Regions from separate parts of the Sus scrofa genome. Here all the other regions are linked to region 1. Evidence: chromatin contacts called from public promoter capture Hi-C data. All regions are on one chromosome and are shown on one strand. Each heading gives the region's core, a stretch centred on a gene start, on an enhancer-like site or on the middle of the called end of the contact. The rest is flanking DNA. Distances are from core to core; before and after follow the strand shown. Region 1 holds the start of C17H20orf27 (UPF0687 protein C20orf27 homolog). Region 2 holds the start of FASTKD5 (FAST kinase domain-containing protein 5, mitochondrial). Region 3 holds the start of ITPA (inosine triphosphate pyrophosphatase).

The links. Promoter capture Hi-C pulls out the DNA fragments that hold promoters and counts their contacts.
Region 2: a contact with region 1 is called in a promoter capture Hi-C map of fetal skeletal muscle, with 3 times the contacts expected there. The contact joins the promoter of FASTKD5 here to the promoter of C17H20orf27 in region 1. A contact is called at or near these places in 1 of 5 promoter capture datasets (fetal skeletal muscle) and 1 of 2 datasets of contacts at active chromatin or transcription factors (alveolar macrophages).
Region 3: a contact with region 1 is called in a promoter capture Hi-C map of fetal skeletal muscle, with 2.9 times the contacts expected there. The contact joins the promoter of ITPA here to the promoter of C17H20orf27 in region 1. A contact is called at or near these places in 1 of 5 promoter capture datasets (fetal skeletal muscle), 2 of 47 Hi-C or Micro-C datasets (embryonic fibroblasts and fetal skeletal muscle) and 2 of 2 datasets of contacts at active chromatin or transcription factors (alveolar macrophages and skeletal muscle).

Annotation. Positions count from the first base shown.
Region 1 is chr17:31,941,748-31,944,295 of Sscrofa11.1, reverse strand. It overlaps C17H20orf27 (UPF0687 protein C20orf27 homolog), which reads right to left and starts at 1,268. Exons shown (of 6, transcript XM_021077382.1): 1 at 1,081-1,268.
Region 2 is chr17:32,519,350-32,521,897 of Sscrofa11.1, reverse strand. It overlaps FASTKD5 (FAST kinase domain-containing protein 5, mitochondrial), which reads right to left and starts at 1,273. Exons shown (of 2, transcript XM_021078352.1): 1 at 1,152-1,273. UBOX5 (RING finger protein 37) reads right to left here and starts at 1,286. Exons shown (of 6, transcript XM_001925847.5): 1 at 1,152-1,286.
Region 3 is chr17:32,473,547-32,476,094 of Sscrofa11.1, reverse strand. ITPA (inosine triphosphate pyrophosphatase) reads left to right here and starts at 1,268. Exons shown (of 9, transcript XM_021077577.1): 1 at 1,268-1,412. The coding sequence starts at 1,347.

The DNA of each region.
Region 1 (2,548 bases), core at 19-2,518:
GGCCAAAGTTGCAAAGACAAGTAAACAAGTGGAGCAGACGTGAACTGAGGAAGGGACTCTCACCATCTCACACCCTCCTGTCTCCCCAAGAAGTGCTCCCCTCCCCTCTCCTCCCAGCATTTCCTCCCCACAATCCCTCAAGGCCCCAGCTAGAGGATACTTAGACCCCTCTAGCCTCTAGACTGCCTGCCTCACCTGAAACCCAAGAGGTAGAGGCCAGACCAGGTCCTGGGGGTGACAGCTGTCCCTGACTTTCTTCAGCTCCCTGGGCAGAGAAACCTCTATCCACACTTCTCAAAGGCAAGATTCAGGAGGAAAAGCAACCCAAGGCCTCCCTTCTCAGTCTACCAGGGTCCTTGCTCACGAACAGGAACACTGGTCCAGAACCTAAAGGAACCCCTCCTGCTTTGTGACAACGGGGAGATGGTGGGGCCAAGCTCCCAGAAGCACCAGAGGGGCCTGGGGATAGGAAACTGTATCCTCTCCTGCCTCCATCCCCGTGGGTGTGGTGCCCCCATCCCTACCTCATCCTCCTCTTCTAAGTGGAGAGATGCGTCTGAACACCCCCCGCCCCCCATCACACTCTGGGGCTGTGAGGCGGCAGCTCTGTCCCTCAGAGATAATCCTGTGCCGTCCCCACCCTCACCTCTGCTGACGCAGTAGTCTCGGGAGCTTGTACTCCTGGACATCACCGTCCTCTTCCCTGAAGGTGCAGGGCCACGAGAGGTTCAGAGAGGCTACTCGTCCAAGGTCACACAGCGAGGCGGTGACAATGAGGGGGGGAATGACGGCGCTGACCCCATTAGGCTCCCGCCCCCACTGTATCACACGTGCCCCCAACAGCGCCCCACGGAAAGCACTTCAGCTTTAGCAGCTAACAGTCACCTGCGGCCCTGGAGCCTGACATCCCCCCAGATCATGTGTCAAGGAGCCCTCCCTGGCCGGGCCCCGACAACGGAGACCTCCCGCCCCAGCCCGATGAGTTCTCAGGCACAGACTACCTAGAACAGCGGCTCGCTGGGAGGGGATCTCCAGGAGCGGGGCAGAACCGGAAGGTGTCGAAAGGAGGAGCAGTCTCACCCTGCAGGGATCACCCCGACGCCGGACCAGGCCGGGCAGGGGCGACCGCGGGGGCAGAGGCAGCAGAGGCAACGGCAAAGGCGGCACCGGTGGCGGTCGCGGCGGCAGCGGGGGCTCAACGCCTAACACGAGGAGAGAGCCCCGCGCCGCCGCCGCCCTCCTCAAGGGCACGCCCCCACCTCCTCCCATTGGTCGACCTTGGGGGTGGGGCGAGGGCGCTTCGAACCAATAAGCGGGCGCCAGAGAACCGCCAACTGGCGATGCGCCTCTGCGTCACCTGCAGAAGGCCCTGCGGCTGCGCTGTACAAACCCATGCCCAAGGGCCCGGCGACTTCTCGCGATGAAGTTAGCTGGGCCGCCCGCTTTGGCTAGAGGCCAAGATGCCGCAGGGACTGGTTAAGGAAGAAGCGCCTTGAATAGGCCCTGCCCACGTTCACTTTCAGCCTCGGAGTTTGCAGTTCCCGTCTCCGCCCAACTTGGAAGGGGCTTTCTCTAGGCTCGGCTCCTTTAAGCGGCCGTAACGCGGGACTCAGAGCCAGGTCAGGCACTTGAAGATGCCTTTCTTTCTAGGCTTCCGAGCCTGCAATAGCAGTCGATTACGGACATCGCAAGGTCTGTCCCGGAGCGGAGGAACCCTTCATCCTTCCCGCTCTGCAATACACTGGTTTCTTCCGTCCCATCCCCCTGCCTCGGAGGAAGCGCACCCGCGAGGACCTGAGATGCGTCCTGGGAGCCCTGTCAGCCTGGATAAGCATCAGAACAAAGAAGGCACGCGGGGTGGGGGTTGGGAGAACCTGTGCAGGCGTCCCGGAGGACCGCAGCCTCCTGGTCTCCATGGAGGCGGTCGCCATGGCAAAGGGATGCGCCTAGGTCAGCGCCGCGGGATGGGTGGGATGTGGGCGCCTGCACAGAGCCTGGAGCGAAAACGTGGCCCTCGGACATTTAGGGGTTCTAGCCGCTGCCCCACCTGCCCGTAATTGAACAACACTCCCCCCATTTCGCTGCCTGGAACGGGGTCCATAAAGTGCCTGCGGGGAACGGACCCCCCCTTCCAACATAACTAGGCAAAAGATGATACGGGTTAGATTAGATTCCTTTCAGAAAGACCGGGGTCTGTGCCTTTGCGGAGCCCTCAAGGCTCCTACCCTCCGCTGGATCCCTGTCGCCACTAACCTATCTTCTGGTCTCTGGTCAACACCGTTGGCACATTAATCTTCCTGAGCTATTGTTTCCATCAGTCCTCCCCTGCTCTAAAATGCTCCGTGCTCTGGGACTGTTTCCAGAAGACCCTTAAACTTTTTAGCATCATTTTGGGTGATGCTCTGATGTTTGAGATGCTGCCCTCCAGCGCGGTCTTTGGGAGAATTTACACTCTCATCCACTCTTGCCAAATGCTTTCTCACTACCCAACTTCAAGGTCTAAAGTTGGCAGACAGTACCGCCCAAAGTAGGCTACAGACATGTTTTG
Region 2 (2,548 bases), core at 24-2,523, 580 kb before region 1:
AGATTTGCAAGGCCACATAGTATTCAGAATTCCTTGGTATCAAAGCTGACTTATATGCATGATGAATGGCAGAGCCTTGTTGGGGACCAGAAAAAATAAACCAATGAATGGGGCAGAAAGCCACACTGACAAATAAATTAAATCTGCATAACTGCCAAAGGCCTCAGATATATTATGCAGCACAGAGTCTCTGATTTTCATTTTGGTCTCCCAGGCAGCAGCTTCATCTCAGGCTTGCCCAAGGCCATTCACATTAGGGAGTCACAGAACCTCGTTCTGGAAAAGTGACTGTTCTTATCATTCACAAAGTGTGAGCAAAGTGCAGAAAACATGAGTTCAGATTCCAGCAGCAAATTACTAAAACACAAAACATTAGCCATGCTGGTGCTAAAGCGCTGGGCTCCAGCTCCACAGTCCAAGTGAGTGGGCAGTGAAGCATCACCTGAGGAAGCCCATGAACATAACTGGTATGAAGAGGGCCCCAAGCTCCATGAGTCAGGACAGAAGAGCTGTGTCATGATTTGTATGGAAGGAGAAAAGACAGTTGTTTTTCTTATCCCTAGAAAGAAAAAAAGGAAGAGGGCTAAAAATACCACCCTTAGGCTTGTGCAATCAGAAACTGTTAAAAAATGGGTTTAAGTGCATACACTGTATTGATATTTATTTAAGACTCAACCTGTCGCAGGTACTAAGCGAATATCGCGGGGCCTTTGCTGCTCAAAGCGCGGGCTGCGGAGCAGTGGCCTCAGCCTCACCTGGAAGCTGGTGAGAAACGCAGAATCGCAGGCCTCATCTCAGATTTACATACAAAATCAAAATCTTCAGATCCCCAGGTGATGCGCATGCATATGAAGTATAGTAAGAGGAGCCGCTGAGCATCTCACTACATTCTCACAACAGACCAGGGGGGCGAGTACTGCCATTACCTCCGTCTCATAGCGGGAAAAAAAATCGAGGTTCTGGTAAGACGTTTGGGCAAGGTCACAGGACTCCGGGTCGCCGATGTTCTCCCTAAAGCCGGGCCTGCGACAGCCTGGGCCGGGAAGCACCGCGCCCGGCCTCCGCGCACGCCCGGTGCCGAGAGGCGCTGGCCAAGGCCCACGTCGGCAGAGAGCGCCGCTACGACCTCCTCCCCGGCCGCCGCCACTCACCTGAGCCTGGCAAGCGCCGGCGCTGCAACACCAGACCCCACTCCCGCAGACGGCGGCTCCGCGGCCACTTCTTCGGCTACACCTGGGCCTCACAGCTCCACTTCCGGCCAAATGCCCGCTACTTCCGGCCGCTACGTGAGCGACGGGTGCGGCCAAGGCTCAAAACTCTTTCAGCGTTTCCCAGGGACGTTCCCTAGCGTCTCCCAGAGATTCTGCGGAAGGACGTTGCTGAAGAGACAAGGGGAATCCAAGACCTGAGGAGAGGAAACACCACCGTGGATGGACCGCTCTGGAAGTTACCGAATAGCCTAAACACAGGTTCGAATCTCAGATCGCTACTGAGAGTTTTATGGCTTTGGGGAAGTCACGTAAATCCTCTAAGCCAAGTTTCTCATCTGTATAATGAGGTAATCATGCATTTATAATAGAGATGTATCTACAAAGTGCTCTCAGGAGGAGAGTTAGTGATGGATAGAAGATTACCCTGTTAGGGGAAATGGATGTGAGGAGCTGAATAAGGAGGCCAGAGCTTTGACAGATGAACCCAGGTGATCTTCCACCTCCCCAAGAAGGCGGGGGCGGGGGCGGGGGCCTTCTTTCCTCCTGAGTGGGTATGGACAGCTAGGCAAGGAAGAGACACTCGAGACTTTCCAGGAGGACTTGACCCCAGACAGCCGTTCCTAGGCGCACTGGAGACTGCTGATCAGGGTGGTCACACCTTGTCTGTGCCTTGGCTGCTGGTCCGCCCATCCTGAGGGAACCTGAGAAATGGTGCTTCCTCCAGGGAACCATCTTGATGGGGAGACAAAATCAATTGTAGGAAGGACACTTCCTTGCAAGGAGGGGCAAGCTTGGCATCTCAATACCTAAGCTCTGTGGAGGACACTGTTTGGGACACCGCTGCTTGGAGAGGGTTCTCTCACTTGGGCCAGACCAGGGCAAACACTGGGAGTTGCCGATTTATGACTCTGTCCTTGCCGTCAGAACCCAGAGCGCCCAGGAGATGAGATGAACCGTAATTGCTCCTAGGCAGCCATAACAATCCTGATCGTCTTTGCCAAATACTCAATTTCCCAGCCTCCCTTGAAGTGGGAAGAGCCTATGACTCAGCTCTAGCCCACAAAATTTAAAGGGAACGGTGCTGTGGAACTTCTGGGAAAGGTTTTACTTTCATGATACAGTGCTGCTGCCTCATTCACTTCACAGAGCTGTGGCTGCCGCCTTGTGGTAAAGAGGGAACAATGTGCCACAGATAGTGTAGGAAGGCAAGAAGTCTAGGTCCTTAATGAACCAAGCCCTGTGACACTATTGATGCCTATGTTCAGACTTTTTATCAGGTGAGGATGAATAAACCACTCTTTGAGGTCCTGTAACTCAGGCTGCATTACTTGTAGCAG
Region 3 (2,548 bases), core at 19-2,518, 530 kb before region 1:
GAACCTCCTCTGCCCCTCCACCTTCCTGAGGATTAACTATGACTTCAGGAAGAAGGAAGACACATGATACAGAGGGAGGGCAACCACTCCTTGATCTAACCACTACTCCAAGGAACCTCCCAAATCACATAGTCGAAAGGGATCACGTGGTAGAATGGGAAACTTCAGGACCTGCCTTAGGACACAGTAATGCCTTTTGACCTTTGCAATACTTACACACTATTGTAAAGTCATCAAACAAAGGAATTTTTTTTTCTTTTTTTGGATATTAGCAGAGGACAAATTCTGGGGTCTAAAAAAAAAATTCATCGAGATTATCAGAGGTCTGTAACATTCACCAAAATAATTTATCCCTGACTTCCCATGATACTCCTGACAGGAGTTGCCTCAGCAGTAGAGCTGGCCCTGAATCTGCCCTTAATGTTAATCCTTGACTGCTGAAGTCCATGAAGGAAAGAGACGGCTGAATTGCCCAATGAGGGTGTTAGCAGTGGGTCAAGGCCTATGACACAGAGGGTCTAGGGGGGCACTCTCTACTCTTTGCTTTGTTAGGGATGAGAAGATCTGGCTGAGAAGGTGGCTACGGAGAAGGAACGATGACTTGAGGGCTGGAGGCATGAGATAATAAGGGAGATGAAATACTCAAGTCCCAAGTCTGGAAGATGGGTGAAGAGACCGGGCTAGCTTTAGGCTATGCCAAGTTTAAAATCACAATCAAGTAGATCAGAGATGGCAAGCAAGAAGGAGCTAAGGGAGCGGGGCTGAAGGTGAAGTCAGGATAAAGATCCGTGTTTGGGAGCCTTTGTCTAGAAGGAAACAGTTCTCAGAGACAGCTTTGGAAGTGTCCACGGTGAAGGGGAATCATCCAGAGCCCAGGCTTGCAGTTCATCACCGGCCTCGGGGTACGCACGAGGAGGTAATTTGTTTCTCCCAGAGAGGGGCGAAAGCAGGGATGGGGCAGGTGGCTGGAACAGTCTCTTCTCGCCTTGAGGAGAGCGTCCCTTGGCGGACGGGAGGGTCTGGTCTCGGCATACTCAACCTTCAGCGTCGGGAAGACCCCAGCAATTCCGATGCAAGGGGACCACGCCCCAGGTTGCTTATCCGGAAAACGGCGCTATGCTACCCGGGGTCTGAGCAAGAGCTCTGCGCTCCCAGCACTGCTTTCCCGACCCGGACGTTCCCAGACTGCCGCCGCAGCCACCCCTGAGACAGAAAGTAATCCCCACGGTGCTTTCCCGGGACCCCAGGCCGGAAACCGGGCCACCGCCTTCCGCCACCAGCCGGAAGTGCCTGCTACTCGGGGCAGAGGAGCTTCCGGTGAGTCCGCGAGGGAGCTGCGGCTCACCATGGCGAACTCTTTGGTCGGGAAGAAGATCGTGTTTGTCACGGGGAACGCAAAGAAACTAGAGGAGGTGCTGGGAGGGTGTGGGAAGCCTACAAGGAGGAGGCTGGGGGGTTGCGTGTGGCACGGCTGGCTGGGGAGAGGGCGGAGAAGGAGCTTCCAGGCGGAGCGAAGCGTGCGAGTGGAGGAGCGGAGGGGGAACAGAGAGAGTCGGACTCGGAGGGATAGGTTGGACCGGGAGGAATGGGTTGGGTTGGACCTGGAAGGGGATGGGCCGCGCGTAGTGGGACCGTCACGTGTGCTGGGTAGGGACGACCCGGGATTGGCCTTGCTAGAATCCGGGCTTGTGATCTCAGGGGCTTCAGGAGATCACCTGGCTTCAGGAGCCAGGTGGGGTCCTATTCCAAAAGCCACCTCTTAAGTTAGATTCCCAAACCGGAACCCCGATACCCCTCTGCAGCTGATCCAGACCCCGCTGCTGGCCTGGACTTGGCAGGGGCTGGACATGCCGTGGGGTCAGACATCCAAACGGAGCCATCCACCCTTCTCCACGGTCCAAAAATGTGGTCCTTAGCCTCTCCCAGCCTGTTTATTCATCTGTGAAATGGGAACGATGCGGGAGTTCCGCTTCACAGCGCAATGGAGAGGAGGAGTGAAGGACGCAATAGATCCAAAGTTCCTGTCTACAAGGCTAGACTTTGTGGCTAGCAGTGAGGATTCTGGGGGTTGATGGAACAGTTTTGGCTGCAAATAGTAGACACAGGGAGCTCATGTAAACCATCAGGTGACAACGTGGGAATTCAGAGGTATGCCGTCCACAGGACTTGAGGAATCTTAGGAGTCCCTCTGGAGGGGCTTATTTGTCCCAGTTCTCTCTGGATGCCCATCCTTTTTCCACTTGAGATCTTTCTGCATTTTTCCCTCCTGGTGAAGGAGGCAGTGAGGCTTCTGCCAGACATCAGCTCTTTATTTTTTAGGGCCACACCCACGGCATATGGAGGTTCCCAGGCTAGGGGTCTAATCGCAGCTGCAGCTGCTGGCCTACACCAGAGCCACAGCAACGCAGGATCTGAGCCACGTCTGCAACCTACACCACAGCTCACCACAATGCTGAATCCTTAACCCACTGAGCAAGGCCAGGGATCGAACCCGCAACCTCATGGTTCCTAGTCGGATTCGTTAACTACTGAGCCACGACGGGAACTC